2 separate regions of the Macaca mulatta genome follow, and region 2 is linked to region 1. The links are chromatin contacts, called in public Hi-C maps. All regions are on one chromosome and are shown on one strand. The core of a region is the stretch at or near the end of the contact, and the rest is flanking DNA. Distances in the headings are between cores, read along the strand shown. Region 1 holds the start of LOC718349 (cytochrome P450 4F3). Region 2 has its middle 75 kb from the start of CYP4F11.

Region 1 (7,058 bases), core at 1,585-4,084:
TAGGTACTCTTGATGTAGAGCCGGCAGCAGTGAGTAGGCACTCTTTATCAAGAGCAGATGAGACTCAGTAATCACTCTTTATATAGAGCAGGTGGCATCTGCAGGCACCTTTATCTAGAGCAAGTGGCATTCAATGGGCTCTCTCCCTTTTTTTTTTTTTTTTTTTGAGATGGAGTCTCACTCTGTTGCCCAGGCTGGAGTGCAGTGGTACGATCTTGGCTCACTGCAACCTCCGCCTCCTGGATTCAACCGATTCTCCTGCCTCAGCCTCCCGAGTAGCTAGGATTCCAGGTGCCCACCACCACGCCTGGCTAATTTTTGTATTATTAGTAGAGATGGGGTTTCACCATGTTGGCCAGGTTGGTCTTGAACTCTCGACCTCAGATGATCTGCCTGTCTCGGCCTCCCAAAGTGCTGAGATTACAGGCGTGAGCTACTGCGCCTGGCAAGTAGGCACTCTTTTTTTTTTTTTTTTTTTTTTTTGAGACAGAGTCTTGCTCTGTTGTCCAGGCTGGAGTGCAGTGGTGCGATCTTGGCTCACTGCAAGCTCTGCCTCCCGGGCTCGTGCCATTCTCCTGCCTCAGCCTCCCTAGTAGCTGGAACTATAGGCGCCCGCCACCACGCCCTGCTAATTTTTTTTTTTTTTTTTTTTTTTTTTTTTAGTAGAGACGGGATTTCACCATGTTGGCCAGGATGGTCTCGATCTCCTGACCTCGTGATCCACCCGCCTCGGCCTCACAAAGTGCTGAGATTACAGGCCAGTAGGCACTGTTTATGTATTGCACATGGTACTGAGTAGGCACTTTTTATGTAGCACAGGCAACAGTAGGGACTCTTCATGTAGAGCAAGCAGCACTCAGTAGGCACCCTTTATGTACAGAAGGCAGCCCACAGTAGGTACACTTTATGGAGCACAGGCAACACTCAGTAGGCACTCCTAACAGAGCAGGCAGCACTCAATAGACCCTCTTTATGTAGATCAGGGAACACTCAGTAGGGAGTCTCCATATAGAGCAGGAGGTATCAGTAGGCACTCTACATGTAGAGCACTTGGCACTCAGTAGGCATGTGTTATGTGGACAGCACCTGGTGCTCGGCGGACACTCTTCATATACAGGAGGTGGCACTCAGTAGGCACTCATTATGTGGAGCAAGTGGCACACAGTAGACACTCTATGAGGAACACCAGGCACTGAGTGTACAGGGTTAATGTAGAGCACCTGGTGCACAGTAGGCACACTTTATGGAGAGCACTTGACACAGAGTAGACGGGATTTAGCACCTGGTGCACAGTAGGCACACTTTATGGAGTGCACTTGACACAGAGTAGACAGGATTTGGCACCTGGTGCACAGTAGGCACACTTTATGGAGAGCACTTGGCACAGAGTAGATGGGATTTAGCACCTGGCGCACAGTAGGCACACTTTATGGAGAGCACTTGGCACAGAGTAGACGGGATTTAGCACCTGGCGCACAGTAGGCACACTTTATGGAGAGCACTTGGCACAGAGTAGACGGGATTTGGCACCTGGCGCACAGTAGGCACACTTTATGGAGAGCACCTGGCACAGAGTAGACGGGATTTAGCACCTGGCACACAGTAGGCACACTTTATGGAGAGCACTTGGCGCAGAGTAGACGGGATTTCGCACCTGGCACACAGTAGAAGTACTTTCCATGCAGCCTTTGTGCAGAGTAGAGACTGGCACACAACAGCTCAAGTGCTAGTTGCCACCCTTTAGTGCTGGTTGTCACCCTGCTAGTGACAACTAGCAACTAACCAGGAGTGGGAGGACAAGGAGGTGAGAAGGGTTTGGGTTGGCACAGCACAGAAATGAATGAATAAGCAGAGGAATGAGTAAGACGCCTCCCCTGCTTCTCTGCTACCCCAGACCCCAGCCCACCCCTTTACCCCCACTCCCTAAACCTCAGACCCCTCAGGAAGTCCATTCACTCTGAGACCTAGACCTGTCCTGCTGCCACACTCACCAGGCCCAGGAGACCCAAGAACCAGCTCTGTTTCGGGGGTTGCGGGAAACGGTTGCTAGTTGTCACTCCTTTTTGGGGCTCCCTCCTCTTAGGAGCCCTCATCGTCCCCCTCTAAGGCCCTCATCCAACATCCTATTTCCCAGGTGGGAAGACTGAGCCCAGGAGGGGCAGTACTGACCAGTCACAGCAAGGATGAGGCAGAATGAGGACTCCATTCAGGGTTCCCCAGCTCTGCCCTTCCCCTGCCTGGACCCTATCTGTTCCCTCTCATCCTTACCCTCCACATCCCTGCTCTGTCCTCTTACACTGAGTCCAGCCTCCAGATTTGCTCTTCCAGCTGGGCTCTTAATCTCCAGAATCTGACCCAGGTAATCCTCGGCGGGGCTGGATTGTTTGTTCCTGCTCCTAGCAGTCAGGTCTCCAACAGGGCCCTGGGCTGCCTGGAGGCAGGACTTGAACTCTATCCAGCAGCAGGGGGGATAGAGGCTTATCTCTTCCAAGTTGCCTGATTCAGCATCCAGAAGTGGTGCATGGTGTCCTGCTGGCCCAGTCTTAGAGAGGAGCGCAGGAGATGATCTGGAACAAGGCTTGGCTTGGCCTGGCTCACTTGACACCTGAACTCTCAAGTTCATGCTTTTATCTGCCACACACTCAGTAGCCACTCTTCAAGAGCAGGTGTCACACAGTAGAAACTCTATCTGACCCCTCTCAGCTTACTCTTCACCTTATGTGGGAGGTGCTGAGACCTGAGGATCCAGTGCCCTTGCTGTGTCACCCGAGCTGGTTCTTCTGCATCCAGCTGGTCCCCCACACCCAGGTTTTGGCCGGCTGCCCAGACACAGGAGAAGCACCCAGGCTGTGGGGATTGGCTGGGCCAGCTCAGCCCAACCCAGCCTCCCACAACCCTCCCTACATCAGGGGCCAGGGGCAAAAACCTCTCAGAAGAAGGGGAGAGGAAGTTGTGTGGGACAAGCTGCTCCTGACAGAAGGTGCCAGGGTGGGGGTGGCGGGCCTGGGGCATCCTAGCCTGTGATGGAGAGGGGCACTGGGCAAGGGGTTGGGTGTGCGAGCCCCTGGCCTTCCCACATTCTCCATGGCTGCCCAAGGCCCAGGCAGCTCCTGGGTGCTGGGCTGGAGGATGGGTGGGTTCCTAACTGAAACCAAGCCCCTGGCAACCTCCCAGTGATTCAGGCTGGGTCTTTCTGGACTTTAATCAGTCTCTCTCTCTCTTTCCCAATCTAAGTGCTTACCAGGTAACTGGAGGTCACTTGGCTGCTGGTTTTGGCTGGGCCTTTGTGGACTTTACCTCTCAGCCCCTGTTTATCCATCCGTGTTTACCCTCCCTGTTCTACCTCCAGCACTGCCCATCCCTGCCTCTCTCCACTGTCCCTGGAGCTCCCTGGGCCCTTCCCTGGGCCTCAGGGCCTCACCTACCATCCCATCTGCCCTGCAGAATGCCACAGCTGAGCCTGTCCTCGCTGGGCCTCGGGCCGGTGGCAGTATCCCCGTGGCTGCTCCTGCTGCTGATCGGGGTCTCCTGGCTCCTGGCCCGTGTCCTGGCCTGGACCTACACCTTCTATGACAACTGCCGCCGCCTCCGGTGTTTTCCGCAACCCCCGAAACGGAACTGGTTCTGGGGTCACCTGGGCCTGGTGAGTGTGGCAGCAGGATGGGTCTGGAGTCTCAGAGTGAATGGACTTCCTGAGGGGTCTGAGGTTCAGGGAGTGCGGGTAAAGGGGTGGGCTGGGGTCTGGGGTAGCAGAGAAGCAGGGGAGGCGTCTTACTCATTCCTCTGCTTATTCACTCATTTCTGTGCTGTGCCAACCCAAGCCCTTCTCACCTCCTCGTCCTCCCACTCCTGGCCTGCATCGAGTCCTTTTCCTGCCTGTCTTCCCACATTAGCGGAGAGAGGCCACTGCGGGGCTTCTGGGCAGAGGGTTGGCTGCACAGAGAGGCGAGTCCCTGGCATTCCCACATTCTCCGTGGCTGGACTCGAGGCCTCCTGCACCCACTGTCCAGGGTCCTCTCCCTGCCTCGCCTATTTCCTGTTATGAGGGTACAGGTGGGCCCGAGGAGAGGTGTGGGCTGTCTCTCACCTCCACCACATCCGGAGGCACCTTCCTCTTATCTTGTTCCTCCCCAGTAAGATGTCCCAATGAGGTCCTGTTGCCAAACCCACATAAAAGTTGGTCACTCACTTCCCCTTTCAGAAGCCTTCCCTGACCTTTCTCCTCCCCCAGACCTTGCCCTCTGACTTAGACCTGCTCTGCCCTTTGGGGAACGTGGTCTCAATCTGCTCATTGCAAATGGCAGGATTGATGGGTGTGTCCACAGGTGAAGTGGGAGGGTGCACAGGACGCATTAGCACAGAGCCTGGTGCAGAAGCTGCTCCCAGGTGGGAGACACTGTCCTGATGGACGGTCAGAGTCACCTCTGCTCCCCTAGTGGCTGCTGAGAAGGGAGGGTCCCCTGTGTGCAGAACATTCTCCATGGGAGGAACTGGAACCTGTGTGGCTGGCAGAGGAACCAGTCAGGGCATGAAGGGATGTGAGGACCAGTCTTAGGGACATGTGTTGAGGCCATACTGCTCCCCACAAATCTCTCCTGTGAGGACCTCCCCATGTGGCCGCCTCTGGGCTGAAATGACTCCCAGAACAAGAAAATCTTTCCTCTCAAGCTAAGCAGACCTCTGTGAGTGGACGGTGTGTCTTTTCCTTCTGCCTTGGGATGCGCTCTTGGGACTTGGAGGTGGCCCCGAGAGAGAGAGCAGGAGGAATGTAGACAGATAGATAGGTAATAGGATAGATGGATGGATGGATGTACAGATAGGGTGAATAGATGGCTGGCTGGCTGGATAAGTAGGTGGGTGAGTAGATAGATAGATAGATAGATAGATAGATACATACATACATACATACATACATACATACATACATACATACATAGATAACAGGATAGATGGATGGATGGACAGATGGATGTATGGATTGGATGGATGGATGGATGGATGGATAATACATACATAGAATAGTAGATCGGATGGATAGATTAGGTGGATAGATATCTAGATTAGATATGTAGGGTGGATAGATTAGATAAATGGATAGATAGCCAGATGATTGATAGATAATAGTATAAATGGATAAGTGGATGAATGTACAGATAAGATGGATGGATGGATGGATTGATGGGCAGATAGATATATAGATAGAAAGGTTAGATAGGATGAATAGATTAGATACATAGATAGATGAATAGATAGGTAGGTAGGTAGGTAGGTAGATAATAGGCTAGATGGATAAATGGGTGCACAGATAGGATGGATGAATGGATAGATAGATAGATAGATAAGATAAATGGATGGATTAGATAGATGGATAGATACATAGAAACATAGGTATATAGAATAGATAGATAGATAGATAGATAGATAGATAGATAGATAGATAGATAGATAGATATGTAGGTAAATAGATGGATAGGTAGACAGATAGGTAGATAGGTATATAGATGATAGATAGGTAGATAGATATATATAAGAGGAAGTTTATTACGGGAATTGGCTCACAGGATTATGGAGGCTGAGATGCTTCATGATCTGCTGTCCGCAGGCTGGAGAAATAGACACTAGCAGTGTAACTCAGAGTCCAAAGGCCTGAGAAGGTGGAGTTCTGATGGCCAAGGGCAGGAGAAGATGGATGTGCCAGTCCCAGAACAGAGCCAATTAGCCTTTCCTCTGCTTATTTGTGCTACCTGGGCTCTCAAAAGATTGAATGAGTTCTGCCCATACTGGGGAGGGTGGTTCTTCCTTCTTCAGTTTAACCAAATCGAATGCCAGTCTCTTCTGGAAACATCCTTACAGACAGATGATCAGCTATCTGGGCATCCTTTAGCCCAGTCAAGAGGACACCTAGAATTAACCATTACAGGAGGTGATGGCCCCTGCCTTGTTTGCAGGTCACCCCCACGGAGCAGGGCATGAGGGTCCTGACTCAGCTGGTGGCCACCTACCCCCAGGGCTTTAAGGTCTGGATGGGCCCCATCATCCCCGTCATCCGTTTTTGCCACCCCAACCTCATCCGGTCTGTCATCAACGCCTCAGGTACCACCTGGAACACTTGGTGGTGGGTGCTGCGGTGCATTTCAGGCCTGCGAGTCCCTCTGTCCCCAAGCTCCCGTTTGACCCCTGCAGTACTCTGGCCTCTCCTTTCCTTCTCTCTCAGCCATCTTCATCTTTCTTTCATGTATTCACCAATTCCCATCTCAGCATCTCCTCTCTCCATTGCCCTCTGACACCCTGTCCTGGTGTTCTGGGCTGCCCTGAGGCCCCAAGAGACTTCAACCCAAGGCCCTGTCCTGGAGGAACCCCCAAGTTTAAGGAGGTGGATGTGGATGGAGACATCCCCAACTTCATGGGGTCAAGAAAGGGCCAGAGGGAGATGGATGATAGCCCAGAGAAGAGCAAGTTGTCTGCTGGGGCAGGCTGGAAGCCTTCCTGGGGGAAGAGTTACTGGAGCCATGTCTGGAACAATGAGTAGGAATGTTTGAAAGGAGAGCGCAGGGTGATGCAATTGGGCATCGTTAGTATTCAAGGCCCCTTGCCAGGTCTAGCATCACCTTGCCTGTCGCAAAGCCTAGAACAATGAGGAGGACTTGTGATTGGTGGAGGATCTGGACTGTTATTTCCATGACGTCCACCTCTGGTGTGGGTCAAGTCCTTCTACCCCATCCTGTAGTTTGTCTGCCCTAAATTCATTGCTCTCCTGCTGCAGGCCCTGGGAATCTCCAAAAGGAGACTCCACCCCAACTTGGGGCCATCTCCTTGACCCCTGTGCTTCCCATCTTGGACAGGCCAGGCTGAGCAGGGGAACAGGCAGCATCCTACAGACGATGACTCTGGCCTCAAAATGCTGAGTGACTCTGGGCTGTTTCTCAGCTGCTGTCTCTGGTTATTGAGGTCTCTTTCAGTTGTGAGTGGTGGAAACCCAACCTGGTGTGGTCTAAGCAAAGAAAGAGAATCTATTGATTTTAAAGTCCAGCGAGGATGGCCTTTAGGCATGGCTGGAT
Region 2 (7,145 bases), core at 3,645-6,144, 170 kb after region 1:
TGATATTTATGACCCTCCAAGATACCCGGCAGCTTGTGGGCATCTTAGATCAGCCCCAGGCAGTTCTGAAACCCAGGACCAGGAAAAGATAAGAGGGTGAGGTCACATCACCCTGCAACGTTTCCAAAAGGGAACTGTAGGGCCTCTGAGCCAAAGCTCTGTCATTGTAACCCCTGTGACGGGCACATGTATGTCCAGATGGCCGGCAGGAGCCAAGAAGTCTGCAGCAGCCGAAAAACCACAAAGAAGTGAAACAGCCAGTTCCTGCCTTAACTAATTAACCCACCTTACCACATTCTACCATTATGACTTGGTCCTGCCCTGCCCCAACTGATCGATCGACGCTGTGAGATTCTTCTCCTGGACAATGAGTCCCATCATCTCTCCCCCATGCACCTTGTGACCCCCTCCTCTGCTGACAATAGATAACCACCTTTAACTAACTTTCCACGGCCTACCCCAGCCCTAGAAAGCTGCCCCTCTCCTATCTCCCTTCGCTGACTCTGTTCAGACTCAGCCCACTTGCACCCAAGTGAACAAACAGCCTTGTTGCTCACACAAAGCCTGTTTAGGTGGACTTCTATATGGACATGCGTGACACTTGGTGCTGAAACCGGGGACAGGGGGACTCCTTCCAGAGACCGGTCCCCTGTCCTCGCCCTCACTCCGTGAGGAGATCCACCTACAACTTCGAGTCCTCAGACCAGCCCAAGGAACATCTCACCAATTTCAAATCGGGTTAGCGGTCTCTTCACTCTTTTCTCCAGCCTCTCTCGCTACCCTCCAATCTCCCTGTCTAGTCTTTTTCCTGTCTAGTAGAGATAAAGGAAACACATTTAGGCTGGGCGCGGTGGCTCAAGCCTGTAATCCTAGCACTTTGGGAGGCCGAGACGGGCGGATCACGAGGTCAGGAGATCGAGACCATCCTGGCTAACACGGTGAAACCTCGTCTCTACTAAAAATACAAGAAAATTAGCCGGGCGAGGTGGCAGGCGCCTGTAGTCCCAGCTACTCGGGAGGCTGAGGCAGGAGAATGGCGTGAACCCGGGGGGGCGGAGCTTGCAGTGAGCCGAGATCGCGCCACTGCACTCCAGCCTGGGGCACAGAGCAAGACTCCGTCTCAAAAAAAAAAAAAAAAAAAAAAGGAAACACATTTTATCCATGGACCCAAAACTCCGGCGCTGGTCACAGACTCGGGAAGACAGTCTTCCCTTGGTGTCTAATCACTGCGGGGATGCCTGCCTGATTATCCACCCACATTCCATTGGTGTCTGATCACTGCGGGGATGCCTGCCTTGGTCATTCACCCACATTCCCATGGTGTCAAGTCAATTGCGGGGACGCCTGCTTTGACTGCTCACCTCCGCTCTTTTCTGTGTCTCTACTTTTCTCTTTAAACTTACCTCCTTTACTATGGGCAACCTTCCACCCTCCATTCCTCCCTCTTCTCCCTTAGCCTGTGTACTTAAAAACTTAAAACCTCTTAAACACCTGATCTAAAACCCAAACGTCTTATTTTCTTCTACAATACTGCTTGGCCCCAATATAAACTTGACAATGCTTCCAAATGGCCAGAAAACAGCACTTTCGATTTCTCCATCCTACAAGACCTAGATAATTTTTGTCAAAATATGGCAAATGGTCTGAGGTGTCTTACGTCCAGGCATTTTTTTATACTTCGCTCCCTCCCTAGCCTCTGGTCCCAGTGTGACTCACCCTAAATCTTTCTTTGTTCTTAATGCCTCACAAGCCCAGTCTATTCTCTCTTCCTTTCATGACCACTTCCATGTAGGATATAAGCCTCTGGCTGGCCTCCTACAGCCCCTCATTTCCTTCCCATCACGGAAACCCATCCTTAAAACCATCACCTCTCAATGCTCTGTCTGCCATGCCACCAATCCCCAAGATTTTCTCAGGCCTCCTCCTTTTCCTACGCATCAGGCTCATGGATTTACTCCAACACAAGATTGGCAAATTGACTTTATTCACATGCCCCTGTGTCTGTAAATTTCAGTATCTCCTGGTTTGGGTCAATACCTTCACCGGATGGGTCGAGGCCTTTCCCTCTAGCTCTGAAAAGGCTACTACAGTCATTTTTTCCTTCTGACAGACATAATTCCCCGATTTGGCCTCCCTACTTCCACAGTTTCTCAGGCTATTGGTATTCAGTGGAAACTTCATACCCCCTACTGCCCTCAATCTTCAGTAAAGGTAGAACAGATGAATGGTCTTTTAAAAACATACCTCACCAAACTCAGCCTCCAACTTAAAAAGGACTGGACAGTACTTTTACCACTTGCCGTCCTCAGAATTAGGGCCTGTCCTCGAGATGCCACAGGGTACAGTCCATTTGAACTTTTATATGGACACACCTTCTTACTCGCCCCAACCTTGTTCCAGACACCAGCCCCCTGGGTGACTATCTTCCAGTCCTCCAGCAGGCTAGACAGGAAATTCACCAGGCTGCTAATCTTCTCTTACCTACTCCAGATTCCCAGCCACATGAAGACACCCTAGCTGGATGATCAGTCCTTGTCAAAAGTGTGACCCCTCAAACTCTACAGCCCCAATGGACCAGACCCTACCTGGTCATCTATAGCACCCCAACTGCTGTCCATCTGCAGGACTCTCTCCATTGGGTTCACCACTCCAGAATAAAGCTGTGCCCGTCAGACAGCCAGCCTGATCTCTCCTCTTCCTCCTGGAAGTTGCAAGATTAGGCCAAGAGCCGACCAGACAAACAACCTACAACCCTTAAGCTCCTGGCAGCGCTCAGTCAAGGCCATGCTTCCATGCAACATTCCTTCCAAACGGCCATCCAAGCATGCTTCCAAGCAGGCTTCATCCATTCCTCTGGACCCTAATCTCTTAGGACCTGCCGCCTATAAAAAGGATATCTTGAAACCCTATCCTCTAACATTTTTTCCACACCCAGGACAAAAAATCTCTGGGTCAAAAGTCTAAAACGCTTAGGCTGGCAACCATCAGATCCTTGCCCATGGTGTCCTCAAGCCTACTCTTAAAGAAATGGACAATAGTACGCGTATACGGGGCCAGTTCCACATATTTGGCAACCAGACCAGCACCCAGGACAGCACAAAGTATGCCATTGTTAGAGGGCTTGGGACATTTCTCTCTTCACCAGCCTCAGCTTAATCCAGGAGACAAAGATTATTTTCCTTATGATCTCTCCTGCTTAGGATCTGCACTCAGAACTATTGAACTTCTCCATTCAGAACACCACTCACACCTATGGGAAAGGGTAATATAATAGATCATTGGCTTAACAACGGGAATCCTATTCATATGATGGAAAATGGGGACAAAAGGCTTTGATACATAAAACATTGTTCCTTCCTTGGCCTAAAAACGCATCGCCACCTACATTAACACTAATATGCCTGATTACTGTTTTTAGAGAACTTATTTTATTAGGGCAGTTCCAAGCTCAAAAATATGCTACCTGGCACCTTGTTAGCTACATAAAAATGCAATCTAGACCTGAAACTTATTGGACTAACTCATTATAAAATGTTATTTAAGGTGTCCACACAGTCCCTGGTCACGCTTGAAGCAGTCCTGAGAAACATCGCCCCTACCCCAACAATCCCTAGAAGGAATTGACATTTTATCTTTTAACTTTATATTTTATAAATAAAAAGACAAAAATGCCAGGCCTCTGAGCTGAAGCTCAGCCATTGTAACCCCTGTGACCTGCACATATATGTCCAGATGGCTTATAGGAGCCAAGAAGTCTGGAGCAGCCGAAAAACCACCAAGTGAAACAGCCAGTTCCTGCCTTAACTAATTAACCCACCTTATGTCATTCCACCATTATGACTTGGTCCTGCCCTGCCCCAACTAATCAATCGATGCTGTGACATTCTTCTCCTGTATGATCTCTCCCCCATGCACCTTGTGACCCCTCCTCTGCTGACAATAGATAACCACCTTTAACTGTAACTTTCCACGGCCTACCCCAGCACTATACAGCTGCCCCTCTCCTATCTCCCTTCGCTGACTCTGTTTTCGGACTCAGCCCACTCGCACCCAAGTGAATAAACAGCCTTGTTGTTCACACAAAGCCTGATTAGGTGGTCTTCTATACGGACACGCGGGACAGGAACCTCAACGCAAAGGCAGTCTGATGAGGTGTCTAAGAAAAAAGGAGCGGCACTAAGGCTTTTTTAAGCAGAGGCGTTTCATGTGGTTTTCCTCTCCTTTCCTTGTATGTGAAAAGGTCGCAGATAGAAAACAAATCTTCCTAAAAGAATCAGCCACTGCTCTGTGGAAAAAACGATCATTTAAATGCCAAGGTGGTTTGAAACGCACAACAAAGGGACTAACAGTTGAGAAGCATGTGGATTGCAGTGGAGGCGCTGGCGTTAGGGAATGTGGGGAGGGAAACGTTTCTTACAAGATTTACCGCCAGCCCAAGGGGGAGCGAGGCTGGGGGACCGGGTCGCGGAGACCCGGCTTTGCACACCTTTTGGAAGACTCGGGGAGAAGCGGGGGCCGCCTACGGGAGAAAGGCGGGACTGGGGAGCCCACAGGCCACGGCTCCTCCCACAAGGATCCCACGCCAGAGGCGGGATCCCCTCATGACCCTCCCGTGGTCTCCGCGCAATCTGGGGAGACACGGGGCTGCGGGCGCGGGGCTGCCCAGAGAGGGCTCCGGGGCGACAGTCACCGCGCAGGGACGGAACAGGACGCCCGGAGTCCCAGCTGCCCGCCCAGCCCTACCCTGCGGCCGAGGAGACCGAGGGCCGAGCTGCTCCAGGGGGACTCGGGTCCCAGACCCCGGAGTCACAGCGGACAGGTCCGGGTCCCGCCACAGCCAGATCCGGCGGGTTCCACCAGCCCCTCCTCAGGTCTCGGGACGTCCGGCCCCCGCACACTCAGCATTTCCGGCTTCCGGGTGTCCCGGCGTCCTCCCCCGGGGCTGCTCTCTTCACAGAGGGGCGGCGACGGGGATTGCCGGGGGGCCTGTGCGAGCAGCAAAGACGCCAAACCCAGCGTGGCGGGAGCGAAAAAACAAAGAAACCGCCAGAAGCTGAAGCACCCACCGCCCGCCACGTCCCCCGCCGGCTACGGCTAGGCTCCTGATTGTACAGTTAGCACGGCCCCCCCAGTGCCCCTGATTGGATACCGCATCGGGTCCCCCTCCCACGCCCCCGGGGTTAGAATGACAGGAGACAGGAGAAAACACTTGGCTGCGCGGAGCCCAAATGGGCGGTTCTTGGTCCCTGGGCCTGTGCCTTCCTCGTGTCCGGATGTAAAAAGAAAAGTAGAGGTTCTTCTTCAAAGACTTCCTTCTTCATCTAATTAAGAATAAATAGTGTTTGAAATGCTTGTTTTCTGGTGCCCTAAAGAAATAGCAACTTGAACATTAATTTATTTAGCAAGGCCATTTTTACTTCCTGCAGAAAGGGTACGCTCGCCAGCAGTTTTGCCACGAGAGTATACCGAACAAAGGAGATGGTCATTTATAACCTGAGGCGTCCACCCTACTACTGTGTCCAGTTTCCACAGGCAGGCAGATCACTTGAGGCCAGGAGCTCAAGATCAGCCTGGGCACCATGGCGAAACCCCATCTCTACTAAAAATACAAAACTTAGGCAGGCATGGTGGTGCACGCCTCCCAGCTACTTGGGAGGCTTAGGCACGAGAATCGCTTGCGTCCAGGAGGCTGAGGTTGCAATGAGCCAAGATCACGCCACTGCACTCCAGCCTGGGTGACAGAGCAAGACTCTGTCTCTAAATGAATGAATGAATGAATGAATGAATGAATAAATAAATAAATAAATAAATAAAATATCCACGTGGCTAGCCAGTTAACCCAGTGCCATTTATCGAATATGCCAACTTAAAAAAGAGTATCTGCCAGATTTCATGTGTTTGGGATCAGATACATGAAATAAGTGTATTTTATTGGAAATAAATATATATATTTATTTATTTGTACATATTTATGCTGCACATCACAGCATTTGGATATATGTATACATAGTGGAATGGCTCCATCAAGCCAGTTAATATATGCATACCTCACACATTTATCATTTCTTTTTGTGATGAGAATGCTTAAAATCTACTCTCAATAATTTTCAAATATACAATAGATTGTTATAACTATAGTCACCATGATGTACAGTAGATCTCTTGGTCCTCCTGCCTAACTGAATTTGTGTGTACTTGGCAACATCAAAAAGATGAAAGATAACAAGTGTTGGCAAAGTGAAGAGATCATGTTAAAACCCTCAACAAATAAGGCATTAAAGGAATATACCTGGAAATAATAAGAGCCATCTATGGTCAACCCACAGCCAACATCATACTGAATGAGCAAAAGCTGGAAGTATTCCCTTTGAGAACCAGAATAAGACAAGGAAACCCACTCTTATCACTCCTATTCAACATAGTACTAAAAGTCATAGCCAGAGGAATCAGGCAAGAAAAAGAAATGAAAGACATCCAAATAGGAAGAGAGGAAGTCAAACTATCGCTGTTTGCAGATGACATGATTTTATACTTAGAAAACTCCATAGTCTTTGCCCAAAAGCTCCTCAATCTGATAAACAACTTCAGCAGAGTTTCAGAATAAAAACCAATGTGCAAAAAATCAATAGGATTTCTACACATCAACAATGTCCGAGCTGAGTGCCGAATCAAGAACACCATCTCATTCACAATAGCCACACAAAAATAAAATACCGAGAAACACAGCTAACAAGGAAGGTGAAATATCTGCCTGTTGTCCCAGCTACTTGGGAGGCTGAGGCAGGAGGATCACTTGAGCTTGGGAAGTCAAGGCTGCAATAAGCTGTGATTGTGCCACCGCACTCCAGGCTGGGAACGGACTGAGAGCTTGTCTCTAATCTTTTCTTTTTTTGAGATGGAGTTTCTCTCTTGTTGCCCAGGCTGGAGTACAATGGCTCAATCTCGATTCACTGCAACCCCCACCTCCCGAGTTCAAGTGATTCTCCTGCCTCAGCCTCTCGAGTAGCTGGGATTACAGTCGCACATGACCATGCCCGGCTAATTTTTTGTATTTTTAGTAGAAACGGAGTCTCACCATGTTGGCCAGGCTGGTCTCGAACTCCTGACCTCAGGTGATACACCCACTTCAGCCTCCCAAAGTGCTA

Evidence for each region. Hi-C and Micro-C count contacts between places; a contact is called where the count stands out from the background.
Region 2: a contact with region 1 is called in a Hi-C map of liver, with 2.6 times the contacts expected there. The contact joins the enhancer-like site here to the promoter of LOC718349 in region 1. A contact is called at or near these places in 6 of 14 Hi-C or Micro-C datasets (CD4 T cells, blood, fetal cortex germinal zone and 3 more).

What each region holds. Positions count from the first base shown.
Region 1 is chr19:16,221,902-16,228,959 of T2T-MMU8v2.0, forward strand. LOC718349 (cytochrome P450 4F3) reads left to right here and starts at 2,835. Exons shown (of 13, transcript XM_015123187.3): 1 at 2,835-2,980; 2 at 3,445-3,643. The coding sequence starts at 3,446.
Region 2 is chr19:16,393,872-16,401,016 of T2T-MMU8v2.0, forward strand. No RefSeq gene overlaps it. Among named protein-coding and RNA genes, the nearest start is that of CYP4F11, 75 kb to the right of the region's middle. Within about 2 kb of position 4,895, at least 27 of the 40 cell types and tissues checked have an H3K27ac peak or open chromatin away from gene starts, as enhancers often do. A contact at or near this core is called in CD4 T cells, blood, fetal cortex germinal zone and 2 more, where this site is marked.